3 separate regions of the Hordeum vulgare genome follow, and all the other regions are linked to region 2. The links are chromatin contacts, called in public Hi-C maps. All regions are on one chromosome and are shown on one strand. The core of a region is the stretch at or near the end of the contact, and the rest is flanking DNA. Distances in the headings are between cores, read along the strand shown. Region 1 holds the start of LOC123426447 (importin beta-like SAD2). Region 2 holds the start of LOC123426445 (probable protein phosphatase 2C 38). Region 3 holds the start of LOC123426442 (serine carboxypeptidase 1-like).

The links. A called contact is a pair of places that touch in the nucleus more often than the background predicts.
Region 1: a Hi-C map of seedling shows a contact between it and region 2, with 5 times the contacts expected there. The contact joins the promoter of LOC123426447 here to the promoter of LOC123426445 in region 2. A contact is called at or near these places in 4 of 6 Hi-C or Micro-C datasets (leaf and seedling).
Region 3: a Hi-C map of seedling shows a contact between it and region 2, with 5 times the contacts expected there. The contact joins the promoter of LOC123426442 here to the promoter of LOC123426445 in region 2. A contact is called at or near these places in 4 of 6 Hi-C or Micro-C datasets (leaf, seedling and an unstated tissue).

The regions. Positions count from the first base shown.
Region 1 is chr2H:410,933,518-410,937,307 of MorexV3_pseudomolecules_assembly, forward strand. LOC123426447 (importin beta-like SAD2) reads left to right here and starts at 2,418. Exons shown (of 22, transcript XM_045110293.1): 1 at 2,418-2,676. The coding sequence starts at 2,587.
Region 2 is chr2H:410,385,620-410,389,028 of MorexV3_pseudomolecules_assembly, forward strand. LOC123426445 (probable protein phosphatase 2C 38) reads right to left here and starts at 2,073. Exons shown (of 5, transcript XM_045110290.1): 1 at 1,191-2,073. The coding sequence starts at 1,658.
Region 3 is chr2H:409,680,472-409,684,243 of MorexV3_pseudomolecules_assembly, forward strand. LOC123426442 (serine carboxypeptidase 1-like) reads right to left here and starts at 1,854. Exons shown (of 13, transcript XM_045110284.1): 1 at 1,506-1,854; 2 at 1,325-1,401; 3 at 927-1,049; 4 at 749-851; 5 at 630-667; 6 at 434-535; 7 at 263-343; 8 at 1-171. The coding sequence starts at 1,791.

The sequences.
Region 1 (3,790 bases), core at 1,168-3,667, 550 kb after region 2:
TTGCAGGGTTGTTTGAGAGAGACCATCTTCATCCTACACCTCCCACGTATTGATAAATCTTAGGTTATCCACTTCAGGAAAATTTGCTGATGTCGTACAAAACTCTGCACTTTGAGGCCCAACAACGTCTACAAGAATAAAAATGTGTAGTAGACATCAATCCTCTAATGATTGGTATGACTCCCGCACACTCAAAGAATTCTTGAATGACACCTTTTCCAATAATATTACCGTTACCCACATGATATATTTTACTTTTTAAGAATGGCGGGGCTTCTACCTGGGGAGCTCGGTTTTTAGGAGGATCATGATTAGAATCAAATGTTTTAGTTTTTGCTTCATTAGTATCACTATCTTCACTAGCATCCTCAGTAACGACCTTCAAATTCAAACATACCGCACGTCCTTAAGATAGATATTCGCACCATGATCTCTCATGCACATATAAACTACAAAATGCAAACAAAATTAATGTTCTGATTAGTACCTAAACACACATGTAAATTACCGAAAATTGGTAAGTCTTGCTTCTTACCTGCCGATTATCAATGGCCCGAGCATGATTCTCCTCGTCGAATTAATAACTTAAACCATCATACCAAGGTCCATCATGTGCCATCCTACAAAACCAAAGATGAACAGGTATCAACTAATTTGGCATAACAACGTGATCTAAATATACATATCCAACATCATCTAAATATACATAGCTATAACTTTCAATTTGCCATGAACAATATCAAATCATATGAATTTGCATATCAACATAATGCATTATTCTTTTCATAGTTCAAAACAAAATGTACTCTCTACTCCATTGATATCTACACATCATATACTTTCATACCACATACACACATCATCTCAACATATTGGACTTGCTTGCAAATAAAAAACCAAATTGCTAGTGCATACACACACATCATCCATAAATCAAGGAAAATTCTCAAACAAACAATATCACCTACAACCATCATCTCTTCATCATCTCTCTTGATAATACCCTATGGGACATCATATGCAAACATTAATCATCTATAACCAAACCAATATCTCAAACAAACCATACCATATAAAACCATCAAGTGTTCATAATCTCTTTTCATGCGGGTTCCCACAACATATGAATAGCCCATATAGGCATTAATCCAAATTAATACGGCCTACAAATTCAACAACACACCATCTAGTATCTGCCGATTATCTAAAATCGTCTATCAACTATATATTTTTCCTCAAACAAAGAAATCATCTACTCATCTAACATCACCTAATGTTGAATAATGCATCAAAAGAAGATGATCCAACCAAAATAAATCGAAGGGAAGGGGGAATAATACCTCAAGGATGCCTACGAGCCTCACATCCATGGATTTGAGGGATGGAATGAATAGATCTTGAAGATTTAGTGAGGGAAGAGGGAAGGGGGCGAGAGAGAACCCCTCTTTGTTCGTGCGCTCGACTCTCGCTAGAGAATAAGGAAGGTGGGGTGGGGTAGGCCCGCAAGGCTGGATTACTTATCAGGAGAAAAGCCACATCAAAACGGTCAACGAGCCATCGCATTGTGTGGGCCAAGGGGAAAGAGTAGGGACCACACCATCTTCCATCAAACGAGACCCATAGATATTGGCGTGACAAATAAGCCAAATACAATTTATTTCTTTTTAAATTGAGGTCAATTCGTCCTTAACTTATAGCTAATTAATCAGAATAGTAATTTTCGTCAAAAAAACACTCCAACTGACACGTGATGACACTAGAACACAATGTGCAATGCTTCCATGACTGACTCGTGAAGAGCCCACCTTTTTTTTTGAGTGATAAACCGATATTTATTGATTAGGGGAACAATTTACATGAGTGACAAAAGGGTCATGGGGTGAACCCAGCCACACGTGACGCCCATCACCTAAAATAGAAGCAAATTTAGCTAAATTATGAGCATCAACATTCCTCTCACAGCCTTCGAAAACAAACTCGCGTTTGGTAAAATTATGAATAGCAAGTCCTATCTCCTTGACAATGAAATTGTATCTTTCCTTTGTGACGGACATGATTTCTTTGATGATCGCTTCACAGTCATAAGCAATAACCACGTGAAGAGCCCACTAGAGAGCATCCAAAAGAATGCCAAATACATGAACACTTATCCATCTATAAATCGGACCCAAGATTTCACAGAATACTGGGCCTCGGGTTCGGACGAGGGCCTTGCCTTGCCCCCAGAAGAAGTCTCGCTGCTGCCCGGGCGGGCTTGCTCCCGAGCAAAACCCCGACCAAACCCTAGATTTAAATACCCAGCACCACTCCACTGATCCACCCCTCCTTTCTCTGCCTCGAGCACGCACGGCACGGTGCGGCGCGCACGCACGCACGCCTCTCAACACCCCCAGGTCTCCGCGAGGCCAGAACCCAGAAGTGGGAGGAGGCGACCCCCGACCCCCGACCCTCCCCACTCGCCACCCCACCCCCCGCCCCCCCTCCCTCTCCACCACCCCGCGTCGCCGATCGAGAACCCTAGCTCGGGGTTGCGGCCTCGCCCCTCGCGCCCCGCCGTCGCTGCTCGAGCTCGGTCGGGTCGCCGCCATGGATCTGTCCAACCTGACCCTCGTGCTGCGCGCGGCGCTCAGCCACGCCCCCGAGGAGCGCAAGGCCGCTGAGGCCAGCCTCGAGCAGGTTAGCCCCTCCACCGCCGCCTCGATGGCGCTCTAGACTCTCGGTCCGTTGCTTGCATCGTCCACGCGCCATCGGTCTAGCCGCGGTGGAAGGGGGTGGATTGGGGGTAGGAGTTCGTCGGATCACTGCCTCGCGCCTCTCCGCTGTTGCGTTTTGCCGTGGAATCCTGCTCAATCGAACCAGTCACGTCAACCCAACTTCTCTGTTCCGTGCCAAGTTGATTGTTGTTGCTATGTCTTCCGTGATCTGGAGCTAGGTTGCTGAGTTGGATCGGTTTGAGCCGGTGATCTGTATGAGCTTCACTTCTGGACTGGTTTGATGCTTGCTGCCCGTTGTCATCTAGTTCCGTCTTTGTTGTGGAGCTATGCTCAGTGTTTTTACAGGCTGCATGTGTCCCTAGCTCATGCTAGTGTTGTAGCTGGCATTATTGAGTTCCAGCTCATCAACACCTCAGGGTTGGTGGCTTGGCAACCTGTTCAATCAAGCAGGCTGCCATCACAGCTGAGACTAAGGCGGCATATAAATTTTAAATGTTTTAGTGGCATGTAATCATCTAATGATTCCACACGAGCATTTGTTAACGATGAACATCTGTACATCACAGAGTTGCTTGTTTGCTCCCTTCCTTTTTAATGTCATAGTATTATATGCATCTTGTTAACGATGAACATCTGTACATCACAGAGTTGCTTGTTTGCTCCCTTCCTTTTTAATGTCATAGTATTATATGCATCTAAAAGAAGTCAATAGTATTATATGCTTTGTATGGGTGCAGTTTAATCTTTCCACAAGATTGTAAATTTGTTGGAGCAGAGTGATAATATCCATTCTTTTAGCTATCTGCACACGTCCACTTGGATGAACTGTCTGTAAAGAGAGTTTCTTAGCCAACTTCCGTGCATAGAACGAGCTGTTTGCTATATCGTTATAGCTGTTTGAATGGCGCTCTGGAGTGCACTGCATTTTGGATAGCCCTTGTTTACATAATATGTAATTGAAACTTATTATTCATGAGAGCGTATGAGTGTAATGTCCATCAGTGTGAAATTGTATTTGAGCTGATCTTTATACAGAACAGGCAAATCTACCAGGTTGCCTGAATAACTCTTTTAAG
Region 2 (3,409 bases), core at 823-3,322:
TCATATCTTCAAACTTCCTAAAATTTGATCATGGAATTCTAGATTGGGCAAATGACAATGATAATACTTTGTTCAAAGTGTAGCTCAAAGTGTAGCTCTAATATACCTTAAATGATGGTGCATTAGGTAAAACATGTAAATAGTAAATGATGGTGTATAAAATGAACATCTAAGGGACCACAGAAAATTGATAACAACATTCATAGAGGAGAAAACGGTGTATACCACACAGTACACAAGGTACTGCAACAACAAACCATGGGATAGTATTATTCAAACTTATTGAACTATGGAAATAAACAACTTTAAAAAGATCTAATGGATATAATGAAATATACTCCCTCTGTCCCAAAATAACTGTCTCAACTTTATACTAACTCTAGTACAAAGTTGTACTAAACTTAAGACAGTTATTTTGGGACGGAGGGAGTAGTTGATAAAACACACAGAAATGGCAAGTCCCATGTGTTCAACTCTAGGAGTTCATGAGAAATGAAGAGAAGATCGTCCTTAAAAGGAAATATTAAGATAACGATAAGAAGCATGTGCGTGCTTACAGGTTTCTCCATTTGGGAGGACAATAATTGAGCCCAGTTAAACTACCAGCTAGAACACTCTGCCGGCGATTTAGTAGGCCATATCCAATGGCAATCCATGTGAAGCCACGTAAACGAGACAAATGAAAATGGTATTCTACCCCAGAAGTTGTTGGAATCAAACAGGCATTCTACAGCAAGACGCCACGTGTGCGTCTTATGTGAAAGTAAAAAATATCTTTGTTTGCCTGGTCCAGATCAAGCATACCTAAGAAGACATGTATTATAAACTTCGGTTTTGCTAAAACACATCTAGATGTGAGATAATTATTGCACATCTAAGTCCTATATCAATGATCTTACGTGGAGATTCGTGTCGGTATTTTCTTTTCTTTTTTCTTTTCCTTTTAATGCTTGATTTAGTTATTTAGATGTGCAATAACTTTGCCCCAATTAGACAGTTATGTTTCTTCATGTAAATACGAGCATTGGCTCAGGTCGAACAAAATCATGAAGACATCCTTTTCATCGTATCCAAATACGTGTGGAGCATATGCCGTAGGAGTCACACATCATCGAAAGGTACCCATGGAATTAACAGAAGAGGAAAATAGAAAGAAAAAAAATACAGAACTAAGAACTCAAAGAGTATACCTCCACGACAACCATGGCGTCCTGGTTGACGCCCTTCTTGCCCTGCATCGTGTACAGTGACGCGCTAGCGCAGGCGCCGTTGCCGGCGAAGCGCCCGGGAGCGCCCCTGATAAGCTCGGGACGCCTTCCCTCGGCGGAGGTGCCGCGTGGGGAGGAACCCCCGTGCCGCTTCCGCCGCAATGGTCGAGCGGCCCACTTGAACTGCGCAGGCCCCGTGCTTGCGGGGGTCACGCCCAGCCCCCGGAGCAGGCAAACAAGAAAATCAACGCAGCACCCGTCGCCGCCGCCGCCGCCATACAAAGCGGCCTCCGTGGCCGCAGGCTTGGCCGCGGCGACGCGCGCGGCGACGGCGACCGCCAGCATCCGCTGCTGCTGCGCCTGCGGGTGCTGCAGCTGCTGCTGACCGGCACCGCAGCCGGACCTCCGGCGGCTGAGCACGGGGCGCCTCCCAGCCGCGACCGCCACCATGCCCTCTCTCCGAATGATTCCGCCCCCTTCCCTCGTCGTCTCTTGCTATCTGCTTAGGTCAGGATCTTGGCTCAAGAAGCAAATCTCTTGGCCGGAGTCGGATCTTGCAGGGAGAGGAGAGTGGTTTGGTACATGGATGGACCTCGGCGTGGCGAAGAGTAGACGCAAGAACTGGTCGCTGCAAGGGCGCGAACGAAGTGGGCGTGGCTGGCACTAAGGAGGGCTTGGAACACGGTGAATAGTAGCAAAGATATCAGTTTTACTGGTTCAATCGACGATATTATTCTTATTCTATCTGTGGCGACGGCGAAAGGGAAGCTGAGAGGACAAGAAGCCCAACAGGAACAGGTGCCACCTCCCCTCCTCTCCTGTGGCCTGCGCGGCGCCTCCGCGGGTGTGGACCGGAGAGGAGAGGCGGAGGCAAGAATCTCCGTGGCAGAAAGGGAGAGGATGGGGCAAGTGGGCGGGGAGGAAGAGGGGAAGGGGGGCCTCCTCGTCGGCTGGTTGCGTGGTTGTCGTGAGACGGCGACCGGGCGACGGACCCAGAGAAACACGTTGCAAGGGGGTTGGTCGGCAACGGGAGTGAATGGGCATGGCTGTCCCGCTCACCGGTACGTATTAATAGTACTACCTCTGTCGTGATTTAAAAAACACAGTTCAATACCATCTTGTTTAGAATCGAAACAGATTCCTTGATCATTCGTTACTGTTTACAGCGATTATATATCGCCGGACAGACGCGACGCTCTGTGAAGAGACACCGGTTCCAGGACGAGCGGGAGAGGCGTCGATTGAGGACAGAGCCGCCCGGCGGTTGGGAAAAGTAGATTCCCTAATTACATTAGTGTAATAAATCTTCACCCCCCTAACCTACGCTTGACCATGTAGAATCGTCTCACGATCATCCAAGTAGGGCTATCATCTTGAAAAGATTCTCCTCCAAAAAGTTCTTCATGAAAACTTGATGAGAACCTGAAACATAAACTCACAAAGAGATAGCATAATGTGATGTTATTGAACAAGGATATCTCAAGGAGAGACTCCCCCTGTTGCCTGCAAGTCTCTAAATCGTCGCATACCAATTCCATGAACATATTTCTGGAATGTTGAGTTTGGTAGAGACTTAGTAAATAAATCAGCAAGGTTGTCGCATGATTTGACTTGCAGAATGCTTATTTTCCCCGCTTTTCTGAAGATTGTGGTGGGGGGGGGGAACCATTTAGGAGAAATATGCTTAGTGATATTGCTCTTGATATATCATGTTTGCATCTATGCAACACAGGCCGCATTATCCTCATAGATAATGGTGGGTGATTCAATTGAACCAATTCCACATGACTGTTGTATGTGGTTTATCATTCTGCGAAGCCATACACATTCACATGATGCTTCAAATAATGAAATTATTTCAAAATGATTGATAGATGTAGCCACTAGAGTTTGTTTTGAAGACTTCCATGATGTAGCTGTACCATCATGTAGGAACACAAAACCGGTCTGAGATCTGGCATTATGGGGATCAGACAAATAACTGGCATCTACATACCCAATCATATCAAAGTCCAGATTTTGCTAGAACTGAAAAAATAGGCCAAGATCCTTTGTGCCTTGGAGATATCGAAAGATATTCTTTACTCCAGACCAATGTCGTTTGGTGGGAGCTGCGCTGTGTCTAGCAAGCAGATTCACTGCAAATGCAATATCAGGTCTTGTGCAATTTGCAAGATACATAAGCGCTCCAACAACACTGA
Region 3 (3,772 bases), core at 604-3,103, 710 kb before region 2:
GAGAGGCCATGAAAGCCCCGCCATCCTCTTCCTCACTGGGAAAGGCCTCTCTGTTTCACCTAGCTTTCTGAAGCTTGATGGTAAGCTGCTGTTCACGAACACTGTCTCTTGGGCTTCAGGGTGGTGGTAGCATGGTGCAAGAATATTGTACTTGTTCAGGTCTTTCAGTTCCTGCAGATGACAACACAAATTGATGCCTTACAGAGTTTGGAAGCTCGCGCATTTGCTTGTTGGTTTAGAGGTTCTGGTACGTGGACATTACCCAACGGACTCGATCTATCTTTTCTTGGCATGCATCATCAACTTCTCCCCAGAATGTGCCATGGCAAGCAGCACTGACATCCTGAAACAGGGCAAACAGTCAAGTCATTGTCAGCTTACTATCTGTTCACAGATGAGACTACTTGCAGCACCGACAATTATGCACAAACACCTCAAACAAGTCGGTTGATATGAGACCCATCCCATGTGCAAACGGCACAAAAGAGTTTAAATCGTAGTCTGCGTCAGTTGCTCCATTACCAATTAGATAGCCCTGGATGCAAGCATTAACCTCAGACTGTAAGCTCACACACACAAGTTTGCACGCGCAACTGAATGGCGACGAATAAAATGTCAGTGGGAATGACCTTCAAATTGATTCTTGGCTTCAGAGCCTTCTGTGTCCCTGCAACGACGTAAGGATGATGTAAGAAACCTCTGATCTCAACCATGAACAGTCTACTTGCTGTGAGTGACAAAAATCCACCTTTAACAACTTCATCAACAAGCGTAGGAATGTATATCCCTGCGTATGACTCTCCGGAAATGTAGAATGGGTTCGACTGAAACTCTGGGTATAACTCGAACCACTGCAAAAATGAGTAAAATCATCATCGTTTCTTCTATTATGTAGTGCAAGTTACTGCTACTGAAGCAAAGATTACCTTCAAAAGGAAGGTATGCGCATCGGCTGCGGTTTTCAGATCACCTGTTGTGTAATCCGATTTGTTCAATGAATATGACATCCCAACACCGGCAGGGGAGTCCAGGTACATCATGCTTGAAACCTAGTTAGTTTAATGACACATTTATTCAATCACTTGGCATGGGAAAAAAAACAATACTGCTCGTTTTCTGCCAACATGGGAACTGATTCGGGTTCTGGTAAGACAGATATAGTTGGACAGTCATGTTCCAAAGTAGTCTACATTTTTAGCGTAGTTATGTGGACAAAGGACAAATTTAGCAGAGCCGAGCTAGACTAGTAGTCGTAAATTTTGGGCAGGTTGCTGCAGGGTAGGCCTGTGCTCCTAGGCTTTGTTCAGGTATGCGGATGGATTACCTTTGACCAACTATAGGGATTGAGCTGCAGCTTGGGCAGTCCTCCGGGGGTGCTTCCATGCTCAAAGTTGAAGGGGCCTGAGCAAAGAAGAGAGCACCGGCCCAAAATCACAAGATAACACAAGAAACTAGCCGTGTCCGGTCGGGACGAGAGGTGAGAACAAGGTCAACCCCATCCAAACCATTCTCGTAGACGAATCCGTCGAAGCTGGAGCAGCCGGGGCCGCCGTTGAGCCAGAGCACGACGGGGTCGGCGGCCGGATCACGCTCCGACAGCACCAGGTAGTAGAACAGCCTCCTGCCATGCCTCTCGTCCACGGTTATGTACCCGGCGTAATGTTTGGACGGGAGGGCGCCGTCGAAGCCCGGGAGGTGGGTGACGAGGTGCTTCTCCGGGGCCGCGACGGCGAGAGGGATGAGGGGCAGCACGAGAGCGAGGAGGAGGGCGAGAGAGGGCCAGGACGCCATTGATGGATTTGAGGCCCGCGGTAGGAGAGGTTTGGTAAGACGTTGGTGTCCGTTTTATACTCCTACAGAGCAGTGGCTGAGGCCGAGCACCAGTGATGGAGGAAATCAGGGGGGGAAGGTGATTGGTTGAGGAAGTCAACAACGTAGCTTTACGTTAATGTCCTACGTAGGTCTAGCATTTTTGAGTGATGGAGCGGCATGTGGCCGTGCTATGCTGGTGAGACCATCCACGGTGTGAATGCAGAGTAGGGCCCTTCAAAATGTTAGGGAGGCTGCCAAGGCAGTGCGTAAACACATGGTCGTCACATAATCTGTTTGTCATTGGCTACGAGACTTTTTTTTTAAAGCTTCAATCATAGAGCAATTGTTCCACGGTATCTTCATTAATAATAACAATTGCTCTGAAATCTTGATGATGGTGGGGTTGATCGGACCTTCGAACATGGTTGTTTCGACCACTCTCTCATACAATGATGTAATCAGATGGATTGCTAACTCTATGCATGAATCTTGTTTCATTAGCTTAATCAGCTTTTAATCAGGCATGAATGTCTCTTCTTTATCAGGGTTTATCTCGGCCAACCCACTGGCGCACACCAAAACAACGTGTGTTTGTAAGGCACGAGTAATTTTTATTAAAGGCATTGAAGAATTGAACTCACGACCTCAAAGATCTGATCATGTGTTGCTAGCCAATCGAATAAACGCGTCCTGCTAATTCATGGACAACATAAATATTTAAGTACATATTGTAGTCTGAGATTTGAAATATTTTTTCTTGTTTATTGATTCTTTTCAAACTTTTCAAAATAATAATAAAAGTTACAAACTGCCGAATATTTTTGGAAACATGTTCTTTTTAAATCCTGAACATTTCCAGAAAATGAGAATATTTTTTTGGAACACACAATCACAACTCGAAATGAGAACAATTTTCGTGATTAACAAAAAAAATTATAAAAACTTATTTTTTTATTAAAAATACGAACATTTTAGTTTATTAATGATTATTAAAAAGGGGAATATGTTTTGAACATTCAGAACAATTTAGAAAATATTTTTTAAATGCGAACATTATTTTGAATTTTTTAATATTTCAGTAATTTTTTTTTCAAATTTGGAAACAATTAAGTGACTTTTTTAAACATCCTTATTTTTTGGAAAATATAAATATTTTTCGGAAAATGGTAATATTTTCAGAATTTTGAATATATAAGTTTTCATTTTGAAATTTTGAATATATTTTTAAAATTTAAATTTACAAAATATTAAGAAGGTAAAATAAACTTGGAAGGAAAAAATAAACAAAAAAGAAAAAGAGAAATGAACAAAAAATAAAAATAAAATAAGCATAGAAAAATTGAAAACGGGCTGCCCTAGTCTTAGACACCCATGATAAGTTGTGACTATTTACCGTATCGTGCAGTAAATAGTGTTTTTCCAGCCATGTGGGTAGAAAAATCCATGGACTGGGTTCGGTGGACTATAGCGTACGCGACCCACGTATGAAATTATGGACAAATCGTTTTCCGTTTTGTAGCAAAGGACACACAAAAATTTAATACCACTTTTGATAGATTTTTTTTCATGTGTGAACGGACCAGAAAATAGAGAAACACACCTTCCTTTAATATTAGGTATAAAAGTAAAAAACTAAAGTACATAGAACATCAAAGCCATCCAATACCAGTTTTATAGTACATGGAACTAAATTACAAGTTTTGTATTATCGCGAAAGTGATCTTCTCTCCTTAATTATGTTTAGCACCTACTTGAGTTACTTGGAGCCCTTCTTTTAAAATAATATTTCCATATAATCAATGATGTCGGTGCTCTTCTAAATATCTCGTCATTCTTTGCCAACGAGATGCTCCATGAGGCCATGATAATAATCTGAGTGGCAATGTTAGTAGTGAGATTGTCCATTGCAAAGATGATATTATCTATGTAAAAATACCTCTATGTTTAGTTGGTTTGATAG